Regions from separate parts of the Mus musculus genome. Here regions 2, 3 and 4 are each linked to region 1. A link is a contact called in public HiChIP or PLAC-seq, Micro-C and promoter capture Hi-C data. All regions are on one chromosome and are shown on one strand. Each heading gives the region's core, a stretch centred on a gene start, on an enhancer-like site or on the middle of the called end of the contact. The rest is flanking DNA. Distances are from core to core; before and after follow the strand shown.

What was found. Promoter capture Hi-C pulls out the DNA fragments that hold promoters and counts their contacts. Hi-C and Micro-C count contacts between places; a contact is called where the count stands out from the background. HiChIP or PLAC-seq counts read pairs in DNA pulled down with a chosen protein or histone mark.
Region 2: a contact with region 1 is called in a Micro-C map of embryonic stem cells, with 8 times the contacts expected there. The contact joins the promoter of Calm1 here to the promoter of Eml5 in region 1. A contact is called at or near these places in 1 of 39 promoter capture datasets (pre-B cells), 2 of 484 Hi-C or Micro-C datasets (CD4 T cells and embryonic stem cells) and 1 of 115 datasets of contacts at active chromatin or transcription factors (astrocytes).
Region 3: an H3K4me3 HiChIP or PLAC-seq map of embryonic forebrain shows a contact between it and region 1, with 5 times the contacts expected there. The contact joins the promoter of Kcnk13 here to the promoter of Eml5 in region 1. A contact is called at or near these places in 6 of 39 promoter capture datasets (embryonic stem cells, frontonasal cranial neural crest, hippocampal neurons and 2 more) and 6 of 115 datasets of contacts at active chromatin or transcription factors (astrocytes, embryonic forebrain, embryonic stem cells and 3 more).
Region 4: a promoter capture Hi-C map of hippocampal neurons shows a contact between it and region 1, with 2.9 times the contacts expected there. The contact joins the enhancer-like site here to the promoter of Eml5 in region 1. A contact is called at or near these places in 11 of 39 promoter capture datasets (the 3T3-L1 cell line, the HPC-7 cell line, embryonic stem cells and 5 more) and 1 of 115 datasets of contacts at active chromatin or transcription factors (astrocytes).

Annotation. Positions count from the first base shown.
Region 1 is chr12:98,900,035-98,903,206 of GRCm38.p6, reverse strand. Eml5 (echinoderm microtubule associated protein like 5) reads left to right here and starts at 1,723. Exons shown (of 44, transcript NM_001081191.1): 1 at 1,723-2,375. The coding sequence starts at 2,179.
Region 2 is chr12:100,197,950-100,201,121 of GRCm38.p6, reverse strand. It overlaps Calm1 (calmodulin 1), which reads right to left and starts at 1,687. Exons shown (of 6, transcript NM_009790.5): 1 at 1,406-1,687. The coding sequence starts at 1,408.
Region 3 is chr12:99,962,927-99,966,098 of GRCm38.p6, reverse strand. It overlaps Kcnk13 (potassium channel, subfamily K, member 13), which reads right to left and starts at 1,600. Exons shown (of 3, transcript NM_146037.2): 1 at 1,298-1,600; 2 at 1-895. The coding sequence starts at 152.
Region 4 is chr12:99,927,842-99,931,013 of GRCm38.p6, reverse strand. All of the region lies in intron 13 of Tdp1 (tyrosyl-DNA phosphodiesterase 1), which reads right to left. Among named protein-coding and RNA genes, the nearest start is that of Kcnk13, 35 kb to the left of the region's middle. Within about 2 kb of position 1,648, at least 15 of the 459 cell types and tissues checked have an H3K27ac peak or open chromatin away from gene starts, as enhancers often do. A contact at or near this core is called in hippocampal neurons, where this site is marked.

The DNA.
Region 1 (3,172 bases), core at 474-2,973:
AGCTCTTTTACCTACTGAACCATTTTGCTAGCCCAGTCTTCCGCTGAACCTGGGCCTCAGTCGTTTTAGCTGGGCTTTACGGTTAGTGAACCGCCATGATACACCTGTCTCTGCCTCCTTAGCAGTCAGCTTTTTATGTGAGACCTGGAGATGCGAAGCTCAGTTCTTATACTTGGGCAGCAAGCACTCACCTTCTTAGCCATCAGCCCATGGCTGACCTTACATTTCTTTTATAGGCTGGAGGATACATATCTCGGTGCCAACACATGAACAGAAAACCACAAATAACTCCATTTGCTTGAATTTTAGAATACACCCCACATGTCTGAACTATGTAGCTTCAGACTGGACTAGGAGGCATCAGATTACCAAAGGATTATTGTTCTTTTACGTAAATGGTTCACCAGATGTTTACTTGTTGATCCATATCTGGGGTCTGGTTGCATGACTTTCAGAAAGCGGTAACACCTTGTCCAGGGTAAAGGCTTGACTGACTTCTCTGCCATGACCCTGCTAACAGATCGCATAGAGAACTGGTGAGATTTGCTTTCCTCTCTTTAGTATTCATGAATGGTTCACTTTCCAGCCACCGCTGTGCCTCCGTCATCTCTTTTGGTCTTAAGTTGTCATCTGAGGATGGCTTAATTAAGAATGTTTTTGCTTCAAACTCTACCCTTGGGTCATTAAAAATTGCAATGGAAAATATGATAATGGGAAAATAAATTATTTAAATCTAGTATTAATCTGAAGTTCTTAAATATGTACCATGGGATCTGTAAAACATTGTGTTGAAAAAAAAACTGTACAGAGAGAAATTCTTATTCTTCTACACCCTACCTCATAAAAATTATATGTAGCTAGTGATTAATATTTCACGATGTACGGCAACAAATATTTAATTTTTTCTAAGCATACATAGATGTTACATAGTCAACATCTCTTCCAGGAGTAGTCTACCTGATCACAATTATTTAGGCCATCTGATTTCACAATTACTTTAAAACATGCCCTTCTTCATTTTAATCAAGAGATAATTGCTGCTATCCAAAACAGCAGCTGAAAGATCTGCCAGCGGGGTGGGGGTGGGTGGTGGTGGGGTGCGTGGGGGGGGGGGGTGGGTTCGGAGTTTTGGTGGGGACAGTGATGCACATTTGTAATCTCAGCATTCAGGAGACAAAAACAGGAGGATTATGAGTTTGAGGCCTGTTGAACAACAGTAGTAACAAATCCAGGACTATTTATTAGGACAGTGTATCTAATGTGTCAAAAGCACATTTGCGAGGTTAGGTTTTCTTCTTGCCAAATTTCTGGACCAGAGAGCACCATGATAAGCAAACACACACGTATATGTAAGGTATGGAGGAGGCGATTAAAGAATAAAGTGAACATTCTATTCTGGTGTTATTCATTGGCATATGAAATAGCTGAGGTCTAAGGGCAAGCGGGATTCCCCAGAGATTCCTGAGCAAGCAAACCCAGCAACAGGAATCCAAATCTGGGTGGGGTAATCCAGGTCTCGCGAGGGTGGGAACGGGTGCTTAGATCTTGGTAGGGAGGACTGCGTGGGGGGGGGGGGCGGGGGGGCGGGGGGCGTTAACCACAGCCTGGTGGTGGTGAGCAGGGAGCTCTCTGATTCCGCTCTACTCCGGGAGGGGCGGGGCCACCTGAGAGGTGGGGCTAGCGCAGGGGAGGGGCGGGGCCGCGCGGCTCCGCCCTCCCGCCACTCAGCTGGGCTCGGGAGCGCGCGGCGCGGCTCCGCCGGGGCTGTGGAGGCGAGGTAGCGGCTAGACCGGAGCGCCGCAGGTGACCCGGGCGGGGAGTCCGGTGCGCGGGGCGGGCGGAGAAGAAGCGGGCTGGAGGCGCGTCCCCGTCCCCCCTCTTCGCTTGGTTGTCTTCCAGCCTAAGGCACTGGGCTGAGGGGACACGGCGAGCTCCCAGACGCGCGAGGCTCCCGGACAGCCGGCGGCGCTCGCGGCCCTCAGCATGTTCGGTGAGGCGAGGCTTTTCCTCCCGCCCGTGGGCTGAAGCGGCGGCGGCGGCTGCGGCGGCCACGCAAGCGAGATGCACCTGCCGGGCTCGGCTTAGAGGAGCGTCCGGGCCGCCAGCGGGAGAGCTTTCGTCACCCAGCCCCGGCGGCGACCGCGGGCCCGAGCCGCAGCGACGGGTGGGCGCACCGACATGGCGGCTCGGAGCGCCCCGAGCTGCCACCTGCGGCTCGAGTGGGTGTACGGCTACCGGGGCCACCAGTGCCGCAACAACCTCTACTACACGGCGGCCAAGGAGATCGTGTACTTCGTGGCGGGGGTCGGCGTGGTGTATAGTCCGCGGGAGCATCGGCAGAAGTTCTTCCGCGGCCACAGCGACGACATCATCAGGTACGGGCTCGGGGAGGCGGAGGGGTGGGGTGGGAGGGGGACCGCTGTCACCCCTGCCGAGCGCCCTCGGAGTTTGCAGCTGCCTGTCCTTCTGGAAGTCGTGGCCGTTCACGCAAAGGGGCATCACCCAGGACAGCGATGTGCATCTATCTGGTTCGGAGCCCACCCACTTACCACTCCGCTTTCCGCAGCGCCCTTTTCTAGGGGAGCGAGCCTACGGATGCTCCGCAGGCCTTCGCTTGACTGGATTTGTGACCTTTTCCGTTCCATCAACATCAGGAGTTTAGACTCCGTGATTGGTTTCTTGTTAAAAAGGAAATCTTATTTCGCTAGGGAAAGGAAACACTTGACAGAAGACTAACCCAAGCTCTGCGGTACTCAACTCTTGGCCGTAGTTATTAGTTCAGATTTCACTATCTGCAATTATCAGCAGATAGCAAAGAAACTCATGTGTTACTCGGAAGGCAATTCACTAGAGGTTAAAATTCGCACGCTGGAAGGCACTTGGAGGGTATGTCTTTTATGAGAAATAACCTTTACCACACCGATTTCCGATTCTGTTTATCTTCATCAGAGTAACCTTAAGTTTACTTTCTTATTAGTAATTTCAATCACAGGGTGACAGTATCTTGCTCTCTATTGATCTGAATCTTAACGTTGGCCGAGATGTTTGGTAAGCTGTACATATAAAGGGTAATTTTCCACATTTCAGTCGAACTCTAATGTTAAAGTTGGGAGCGTTTGAATTGATTATTGCCTCAAGCACATTTCTGTCTTCCAACAAAGCGAATGTATTA
Region 2 (3,172 bases), core at 438-2,937, 1.3 Mb before region 1:
CGACAGGAAGCACTGTCACACCTCGTAGGAGAAACCAGCTCACCAAGGAGAGGAGTTCCACCTCCTCGGGAAAATTCTCTGACTAGAGGCCTGTCAAGTGCATCTACCTTCGGGACAACGACTCCCCCACCTCAACCCCAAGTCATTCTGGCTTTGGGTCAAAGGCGTTCCAGAACCTGCCGAGAACGACCTAGCCACCTTGCCAGGGCTGAAGGTGCTGCTGGTGATGTCAGCTCTGCCTGGCGAGGGAGAAGGGGGCTACGGCACACGCACACGGCCAACCACATATTCGCATCTGGCAATCCAGAGGCGGCAGAGAAAGCGGAAACGTACAGATGGGCATCTCCCTGCCGCCCAGGGAGCAGCGAGAGACAAGGGGCATGCCGGGCGAGGGGCCGCACTAGGGTGAAGACCCAAAGGGGCCCCAGGACCGTGGTGCTGCCTATCTCCAGCACCTCCCACCGCTCCTGCTCCCCCAGGCACTGAGCCTGCCGCCGCCTCCTCCCCAGCAGAAACTTTGCGTCTCTAATGGAAACCGAGGAGCGCGCCAACTCTCTCCTCCCCCGCCCTGCCGCCCCAATTAGCGCGAGCCGAGCACCTCCCGCGGGAAGGGGCCTCCCCGCGGACACGAGCGATCGCGCCCGTCTCGCGCGGCACCGGGAGGGGGACCGAGGTCGCACGGCCCAGCCACGCGCGCGGCCACCCTGCGGGGCCCCGCCCGGGCGCAGGGCGGCCGCTTCCGCCCTCTCCGCCCCCCAGCCTTCGCCTTCCTGCCCCCAACCCCACCCTTCCCCGGCTCCTTCCTTCCCAGCTCACGCCCGCGCCGCGCCCCCCGGGAGGAAGGAGGGGACCGCAAGCGAGGGGGGACTCCCGACTGGGCTGGTCAGGGGGTCTGAAGGTGGCTGAGGACACCCCGAGGCCGCGGTCCAAGCCCTGTACGTCTCCCGGCTCGCCGCGACCCATTCATTCTCCGCGGTCGGGGACTGACTACCGGGACGTCGCGGCCTGCCCCGCCCGGCTCCCCCGCCCCGCTGGCCCCGGCCGAGGCGCTGCGCTGCAGGCAGCCCGGGTGCGGCGCGTTGGATGCAGTGGGTGCGGGGCTGGCGGAGGGGGTGGATGCGGAAGGCCCCGGTGCAGCTGTGGCAGCGGCTCCAGCCCGCGCACAGCCCACTGTAGAGTCCAGCCCCAGAGGCGCCCAAAACTCAGAGGAGGTTCTCTGGCAGCCAGAGCGGAGATGCAAACCCGAAAATACATCCCCTTTCACTGCAGCTGCTGCGTAACACCTGGCAAAATGGGGTAGGGGGTAACCTCAACCAGGAAAAGGGGGAGACCCCAAGACTCAACTACAAATCTGTTCAGAAAGCTCGGGCAGCTGCTACGTCTGCCACTGCCGATCCCAACCTACCATGGTGCGAGCGAAGGAAGGAAGAACGGAGCAGGCGAGGGTGGCTGCACCAGCGCAGGGGCTGTGACCGCCGAGGTGCCTCCGCTTCTGCTGCTGCTAACGCGCTACCTGCGTTGTGCGCTGAGCCTCAGCCGCCGCCCGACTTCGAGTAACGGCACCACGGACACGAGACTCCCAGCACCACTGCCGTAGCGCGAGCCTGTGTGCCGCGATATATATACGGTGCGCGGTATCCCTCCGCCGCGGCAGTACCGCCTCGCGCAGGGCGGCGCTGCGGCAGCCGGACCTCACCGCAAGGCTCCGCCCCCCAGGCGCGCCCGGCGCGGCGGGCCCATTACGCGGGCAGGGGTCACTGGGGAGTCGGAGACCTGAGCGAGGGTGCTGGTCTGTTGCTGCAAGAGTCCTCTAGAGCTGGAATGCCTGCGTAGCGAAATCTGGGGGGCCGTCCCGGGCTTCCAGGCGCGTGTCCGTCACTCAGCCCCACTTCACCTGTGTGTCCCCCCTCCCACCACTCCTGGTGGCTTCGAGGTTGCAGAGCCACCAATCCTGGGTCCCCCACAGGGGAGGACCTGGAGGAGATCTAGGGGCTGAGGACAGCCGCGGGGAGGCGGAATCCAACCTTAGCTGTAGAGGCGAGAGGACTGTGTTGAGGACACGGTGGTTGGCCTTGGGGAAGAAATTGGTCAGATAATGTTACTTTTCTCATTTTGGAGAACTGTCCGAGGCACAGTTAGAAGCTCAGTTGCTAGGTCTGTGTGGTGTTGACACGCTCAACCAGTCTAGTTTTCGTGTTTTTACATACCTACTAAAATTTTAAAGATGCTTGAAGAGTTGTCCCTTGCTAGGTTTGTTCCTTATTTCCTGTGGCAAATTCTATTAGGCCTGCTTCCAAAATTAACGTAGTGAGCGGCTTATGTCGCCCTCAGAGCCCACGCTTTTGAGTTTTTCCTAATTGTCCTGGTCCTGGAAATTCATAAATTGATATATACAAAGAAGGGGAAAGATACACAGGATCACTCTGATTACAGCTGGAACTTGTGCAGCCAATTGATTCTAGTAGGGTGCTCCACTATCTTAATTACAATCTTAATTATAGTCCTTAAATAATGTTTTAACCTTTAAATTTACTATTCTTTGTTCTTCTGTAAACTAGGGTGGGGGTGGGGACAGGGACGACCAAAAACTGTTTCAGGTCTTAGTTTGGAGCCTGGAACTTAAAAGAAGAAGAAGAAAATCTTAACAAAATGCTGCAGTTTCGTTTCTTGCCAAGACAAAGCGCAGAATTTGATCTTTTGTTTGCAAGGCCAGGACAAGCTGCAGGTTGTTTCTTCTTTCAGAAATTGTGGCAAAATGTGTGATTAGCATGCTCCTCTCTGGAAAGACTAGTTACCTTTCTTTTCTGGCTTTGTCAAAGTTTGCAGATAGGTGTTTTAAAAGATTCAAAAATGTCCCTGAACATTGCAAACGCCAGAGGACTTCTTAGGATCACCTCAGACAGTATGTCAGCAGCTGTGGGACTGCGCTTCAATTTGTTCTTCCTAGAATGCTACAGAAAGGGTTAACCTGCTGTTTAAGGAGAAGCTGTAGCAGGCAGCCCCCCCCCCCCAAGGGTACTGCTGGCCCTCTTGCAAATGGTTTAAAAACCATTCACAGTCAGACACATAATATCCCTATGTTCACAGAAAAGAGACTAATAAAAATTCAGTTTAAAGCATAGTCAATAATCCAATGAATTACAGGTCTACATAGCCAAGCTCATTATTATAA
Region 3 (3,172 bases), core at 351-2,850, 1.1 Mb before region 1:
TGCTTGGCCTGCAACTCCTGCGCTAGCTCCAGCGCGGAGAAGACTGCGGCGCCGCCCAGCAGGTAGAGCAGGATGAGCCCAGCGAGCAGCAGGAAGCGCGCGTTGTCCTCGTTCAGGTGGCCGGGGCTGCAGCCGCAACCGCGGCCAGCCATGGCACTGGAGGACAGCTCCGCGAGGGTTGCTGCCCGCGGACTTGTGCCCACGCCCCGGGGAGGATGTGCTCTGCCGACCTTAGCCTGCTCTGCGTGCGGGCTCGCCCATGCCCGCCGCGCGTTCCCCAAGGCGGCGTGGATCTCCCGGCCGCCGCCGCCTCCTCGGTGGTTCCTGTGTAGCCAGCTCCCCACGTCCGCCTGGACTCGTGGTTTCGAATCCGCTTTGTCGTCGCCGCCTCCCTGTCCTCTCTGGAGTTCTCCTTAAGGCTGAAGACCAGAGGGTCGGGACACAGAATCTGCTTCGACTTGGTGCGAGGGTGCGGGCGACCCGGGTTCACCCGAGCTCCTAATTCGGCTCAGATTGGGGAGGGGGCGTGGCGTGCCTTCAAGGCAAACTCCCTAGAACTTGAACTCCTCTTGAAGAAAAAAAAGGTCGTGGGTCCAGAGAGAATCGGCGGGTAAGCTTCACATCAAGGTCCGGGTTCCTCGGAGCATTGCTTTCCAAGCTGTGATGGCTGGGATACGGGCTGTTCTCTGTCTTCGGTGCCTCTCCAGGTGGATCTGTGTTGCGTATTAGTGACAATGTTCTGCCGAGAGCCTCTATCCACCAGAATAACCAGGGCTCAGAGGTCGGAACGGGTTTGGGGCAGACGCACGGACGCAGGGACAGTGCGAAGAGGCAGATCAGCCGGCTCGGATCTCTGCTGGGCACACAGGCTCCACGGCAGCACGAGGGCGGACCGCTGTGGGGAGGAGAACAGAGGGGGAGGTTGGAACAGTGAAGGAAGTTAGAAGCATCCTCCCAGGGAGCCTTCCTTGACTTCCCCCATACCAGATCGCCCTTGGCCTCTAGGGCCTGCACCGGGCGTTCTCTGTCCACACGTGCCGGCCCTGCCAGCCCATCTCCCGGAGAACCGGCCAAGGACAGCGGCCAGAAGAGTTCCATCTCTTTCACCCGGTTTTGATCGCCTCGGCTCTGTAGTTCTTGCGCAGTCAGTGGCGCTGAGCTGAGAACTCCAAGCTACAACATGTAAGCCGGCAACAAGGTTCTTTTGTGAACCGCTGGGGCGCCCACCCAGAGACCCCCAACTTGCCATGAGCTCTGGAGCCGCCGTCGCCTTCGCGTCTCACCTTCCCAAACGCACCTGCTCTGTGGAACAGGTTCAGGATGGTTCCTGGCTTCCCTTCTCAAGTGGCCTTGCCCTGCCCAGTGGGGCTGAGAGCAGAAGTCCGTGCCCAGAGCTGCCTTCTCTGTGGAGTGCTCAAAAACTGCAACAGGTGGAGCTCTGCAGCTGCCAACCGAGGCGACTCCACCCGGTACCCGCCCCTTGGCCTCAGGGCCAGTCTCCTGCTCAGGTCTCCTCCGCTGGCGCTCGCCTGGACCTCTAAACAGCGATGCTTCTACCAGGGAGTGCAGATCCCTGGAGTGGTTGCTTAACAGATAGGTCGAGAGCCTCGATGGTCTGCGTGGGTTCCTCTCAGGCCAGAAGAGGGCGCTGCGTGCCCTCCAGACACACCTGGTTCCCAGCAGTTTAGCCACAGGGGATCGAATATAGCTGTGTGAAGGAATGGATTCATAGCCACCCACGGTCTAAACAGAATTTCTCCGCCTTTAGAGAGAGAGAGAGTGGTCCCAGGAGACCCACCCACGATACTAGCCAGAAACAGAACTAGAAAAGCTTGCAGTTCTGTTGAATAGATGCAAATGATTTTGGTGAGAGTAACTAACAGACCGTTTATCTTGCATTGTGTCTCCTGGGGAGGAAGAACTTTAGAGGGTATTGAGTTCACACCCAGGGTGAGTAACCCAATTACCTTTACTAGTTTAAGAAACATCTCAAGTACATCAAAATCGAATGACGTTTACAATGACACAACACACCACCACCTAGATTCTACAAGTGACAGTTTACCAGGCTTGCTTATATTTACCCATTCCTTTCTAGTCACCAACCCACTCAGGATGCACTTTGAATGGTTGTAGACACCCACACACTTTCACCCCATCTCCAGCCAGTATTGGCCATTATTAAGAGCTCTATCCTCGGATTTTTGCTTTTGTGGTAAAATTTGCATGCAATGACATGTCATTGTACCATTAGGTGAGTCCTGATAACTTTGGGAGCCAAACAATGGTGGCCTCCCTCCCTTATCATCTAAAAGCCACCAAAGGATTAAAGCTCCCACAAATATCTTCCCAGTAAATCCCCACCCACATTCCTGCAGAGGTAGCCACTATTCTGATTTCTTTTTCCACCATGGAATATTTCTCCTTTATAGAACTTGGTTTTGTTTATTCAGGTCTCTGTATTCATAAGAACCAGTTATGTGTCTTGTGTAAAGTGTGTTCCTGAAGTGTACCGACTGACATCATTTCAAACTAGCTTTTTCTAACCCACAACAATGCAGTGTCCACATCCTATAGACTGTTGACAGAGCCAGCCATTTTATTTTTAAGCCTTCTGTATACAGGCACATAAACTTATCTCCTTGGGGTTTTGTGTTCTCTGGACACCTTGTATATTGGACTTTTGTAAATGGTTGGACTATTTTGCCCACTTAAAAGCTTGGTTTTGGAGCTGGGGAGATGGCCAAGTCAGTAATGTGCTCATCACAGTGTGAGGACCAGAGTTCAGCTCCCCAACACACATACAGAAGGATGAGCATAGCTGTGGACTTTTGACATCCTACTCCTCCTGAGCAGGTAGGGCCAAGTGGAGCTGGCTAGCCACAGTTCCGTAGCCAAGTCAGTGAACTCTCGGTTCAGTGAGAGCCCCTCTGGTTTCCACATGCACACATGTGCACACACATACAACATGCACACACACACACACACACACACACACACACACACACACACACACACAATGGTCCCTGTTATTGAAGGGCAGTGTTTTATATAATCTAGACTACCAGTCCTTTCTTAGGTGTGTATTTTGCAACTATTATTACCATTATTTTTCTTCTTCTCTGGAATACCTACTTGTTTTAAAAAAGTTTCCTGACAAAGTTTTCAGTTT
Region 4 (3,172 bases), core at 399-2,898, 1.0 Mb before region 1:
GAACATCCATATGAGATCCCAGGAGACTGCATGTATGGTATCTATGGGCTAGATAAGGTACATATGGAATGGCATGTAAGGCACCTGGGAGGAAATGCAGGCAAAGGCTGGGAAAGCCAGAGCAGACGGTTTTATCCCTACTCCCGACTAAGGGATCTCTTAAGTCCTTCATCTCCTCCTCTGTTTAGGCTCTTGTCTCTGGCGTGGGTATGCGCGAGGACGGGGGTAGCCTTTGAGACCAAACACTGCCAGACCAGATTCTCCAAGCCACCCTCTGCCCATGTAGTTGGGACGCTCCCCTATCACCCACAGAGAAACATTCCTAGTTTCCATGGAGAGCCTCATACCAAGAGCGCTTATGGGAGGCTCATGATAAGTTGCTAGAAACACCTACTCTAGAGAAGGGACGCCATGAAGATGGCCTCGAGGTCACACCTTGCTCCACGAATCTTTTGGAGACCAAACACTGGTGACGGCAGTGGCTGCCATGGCCAGCACCAGCCTGAGCATCGCTGGATCAGCTGACTGGGTTCACTGTTAACTTCTTGTTAAGGATGTGTGTGTCCTTCAGGGTGACTGCTGTTACAGGGACACCTTGGCTGAAGAAGCACTTCTCTGGGTCTTAATTACTCGGCAGTCTAGGCGACAACTGCACAAAGAGAAGACATGACTTAAAAACTGAAGCTTGGGCTACCACAGTCCTGGGAATGGCAGAGGTGGGGACTGACAGTTACACAGACAACTGTCACAGTGCTGACAGTGACTGCTGAAGCTCAGACTAAGCAGCTGTAGTGAGAAGAGACGGACAGCCCTCAGCCATTGCTGCTGTCGTCTGTTCCTTAGCGCCCTTGGGAGCCCATCTTCTGCAATCACACACAGGCGGTGCGCGATGTTTTTCTTCTGCACTGGCTCTAGGCTTCTATGTACTGCCTTTAGGCTCTGTTTCCCTCTATGGACTGCAATTAAATGTCACAAAAAAGGAAAAAAAAATCTCACTGTGAAGGAAAAGACGGTCTCACGCTATAAATGATTCATGTTGTATCTTAGAACAGATAAGTTGGAATTCTGAGATTGTCAAATTTCCCTCTAAAACCTTTCCGTATGTAGATTCTCTCTCCAAGTACACAATAGCGTTCTTCTCTCGGGCCACTGAGAACACTTGCTAGATGCTATCTAGGACAACTGTGCATACTAATAGACAGAATACATCTTCAACGAGGATCGCTCTGATTAGGAGTGGTGCTCAGTTTTTTCTAATTGTGACCGTTTAATTGTGTGAAACTGTGTTTTAACATTCTGTCTTTCTTTTTTGATTATTTGAATATGAAGTGTCTCTTACCACAAAGCCTATTTCCTGGGCTCATGGTGTTACCCTGGAGGGGATAGAGACGTCAGGGGGTGAGGCTTGGCGGGAACACGTCAGTTGTTAGGGGCAGGTCCTTGGGGCATCCTGTTCCTATCTCCTCTATGTCTCTTTCTGTGCCTGGTCCACCCTGTGGTGAGCCTTCCCACATGCTCCCACCACAATGTTTGGCTTCACCATGGCCATGGAACCAGCAGGGCCAAGGACTGCAGAGTGGACTGCCTGCCACCTCTGATATGGCAAGCCAAAGCACACAACCCCTCCTGAGAGCTTTTCTCTCAGCTGTTTGTTACAGAGATGGAAAGTCTGAGTAATGCAGGCAATGTGTTTTGGTTCATTATTGCTCTAACAGATGGCCATAAGGTCCGTGCCTTCAAATAACAAATTTACTATCATGCTCCTGGTAATGAGGAGTTCCAAATGGGTCACACTGGGCTAAAATCTAGGTATTGATTGGCAGGGTGTTTAAATCCCCCCCCCCAAGGTTCTAGAGAAGAATTCTAGAGATTCCCCCAGTGTTTAGGAGATTTTTTTTTTTTTTTTTTTTTTAAAGAGAAGGTCTCACTATGTGATACTGGCTGGTCTAGAACTCACATATTCTCTGCCTCTGCCTTCTGAGTATTGGTATTAAAGGCATATGTCAGCATACCTGGCCCCCAGTATTTAAAGGCTGGTTGTCTATCTGTTCCTCCATGTTTCAGGCTAATTCCCTTCTGGTTCAGTCTCATTTGGTCAGACCCCAATACCTCAGGCATTATGGACCTATGGGCTTCATAGGTTAACATTTTTAGCCAGCTTTCTAATGTAGCCTATAGCATGTTTCCAATAAGGGCCCCAGATTGGGTCTCTCTATCCTAGAACAGAGCTCCAAATGTGTCTCTCTGCCCCAGGTTTCTCATCCTGTACTGATTCTTAGAGCCTATAGTTCTCAGAAAATATCCTTTCAAGCAAAGCCTCAAATAAATACCAGAGCCTGGCATCGGAGGCCCTCCAGAAAGGCTGGGCCCATGCTTTTCAGCAGCGTTCCCTGTTGCTGCCTTGATTCTTCTGCTTCTGACACCCCCACAGATCACAAACATCCTCTCTGTCCTTCTGCCCACACCTTAGAAGCCCGAGTCCTTTCCTCCCCCGTGAGCTCATCTCTTTCAGAAGCTGTCGGCTGCTACTCCAGCCCCCAGATCTTTCCTAACACAGAATTCTGAATTTGTCGGGAACATCGACTTGATTCAGGAAAAGGGGCTGATTCACACAGCTTAGAAGATACAACTGGTTCAGACTTGTGGTTGGAGAACCAAGATTGTAGATGGAGGACTAAAACATCTTAAGTCAAAATTTAGAGAAAAAGTCTGCAGAGCTAAACACAAACAATGCAAAGGGAGATAGAGGATTAGCAGACACAGAGCTTGAATCACGTAAACTCTGACCACAGTTAGTGCTATCCTGCCAGTCTCAGCTTCCCCAGCAGGAAATACAGTGATGCCTGCCTCGGATCACTGGTATGAGGGGTCTTCCACACGAGGTGTGTAAAGTCCCAGCACATGAATGGTACTTAACAAACGTGCTTACCACATCAATACTCTGTAAGTTTGTGGGCAGTGACTCTGACCCTTTCCTCTGGGGTGACTCAATGCTCTGGAAGCAGATTTCTCAGGCTTCCTGGTTGTAAAGCTCTGGTATAGATGGGTCTACACATCATTCACCAGGCTGCATCACTGGTGCCATAACCACAACACAAGTCCCCAAGGCAGAAACAGAGAAGTTATAAGATAGGACACACGTGGAAGTCCTCTGCTGCTCTTACAGAAAGTG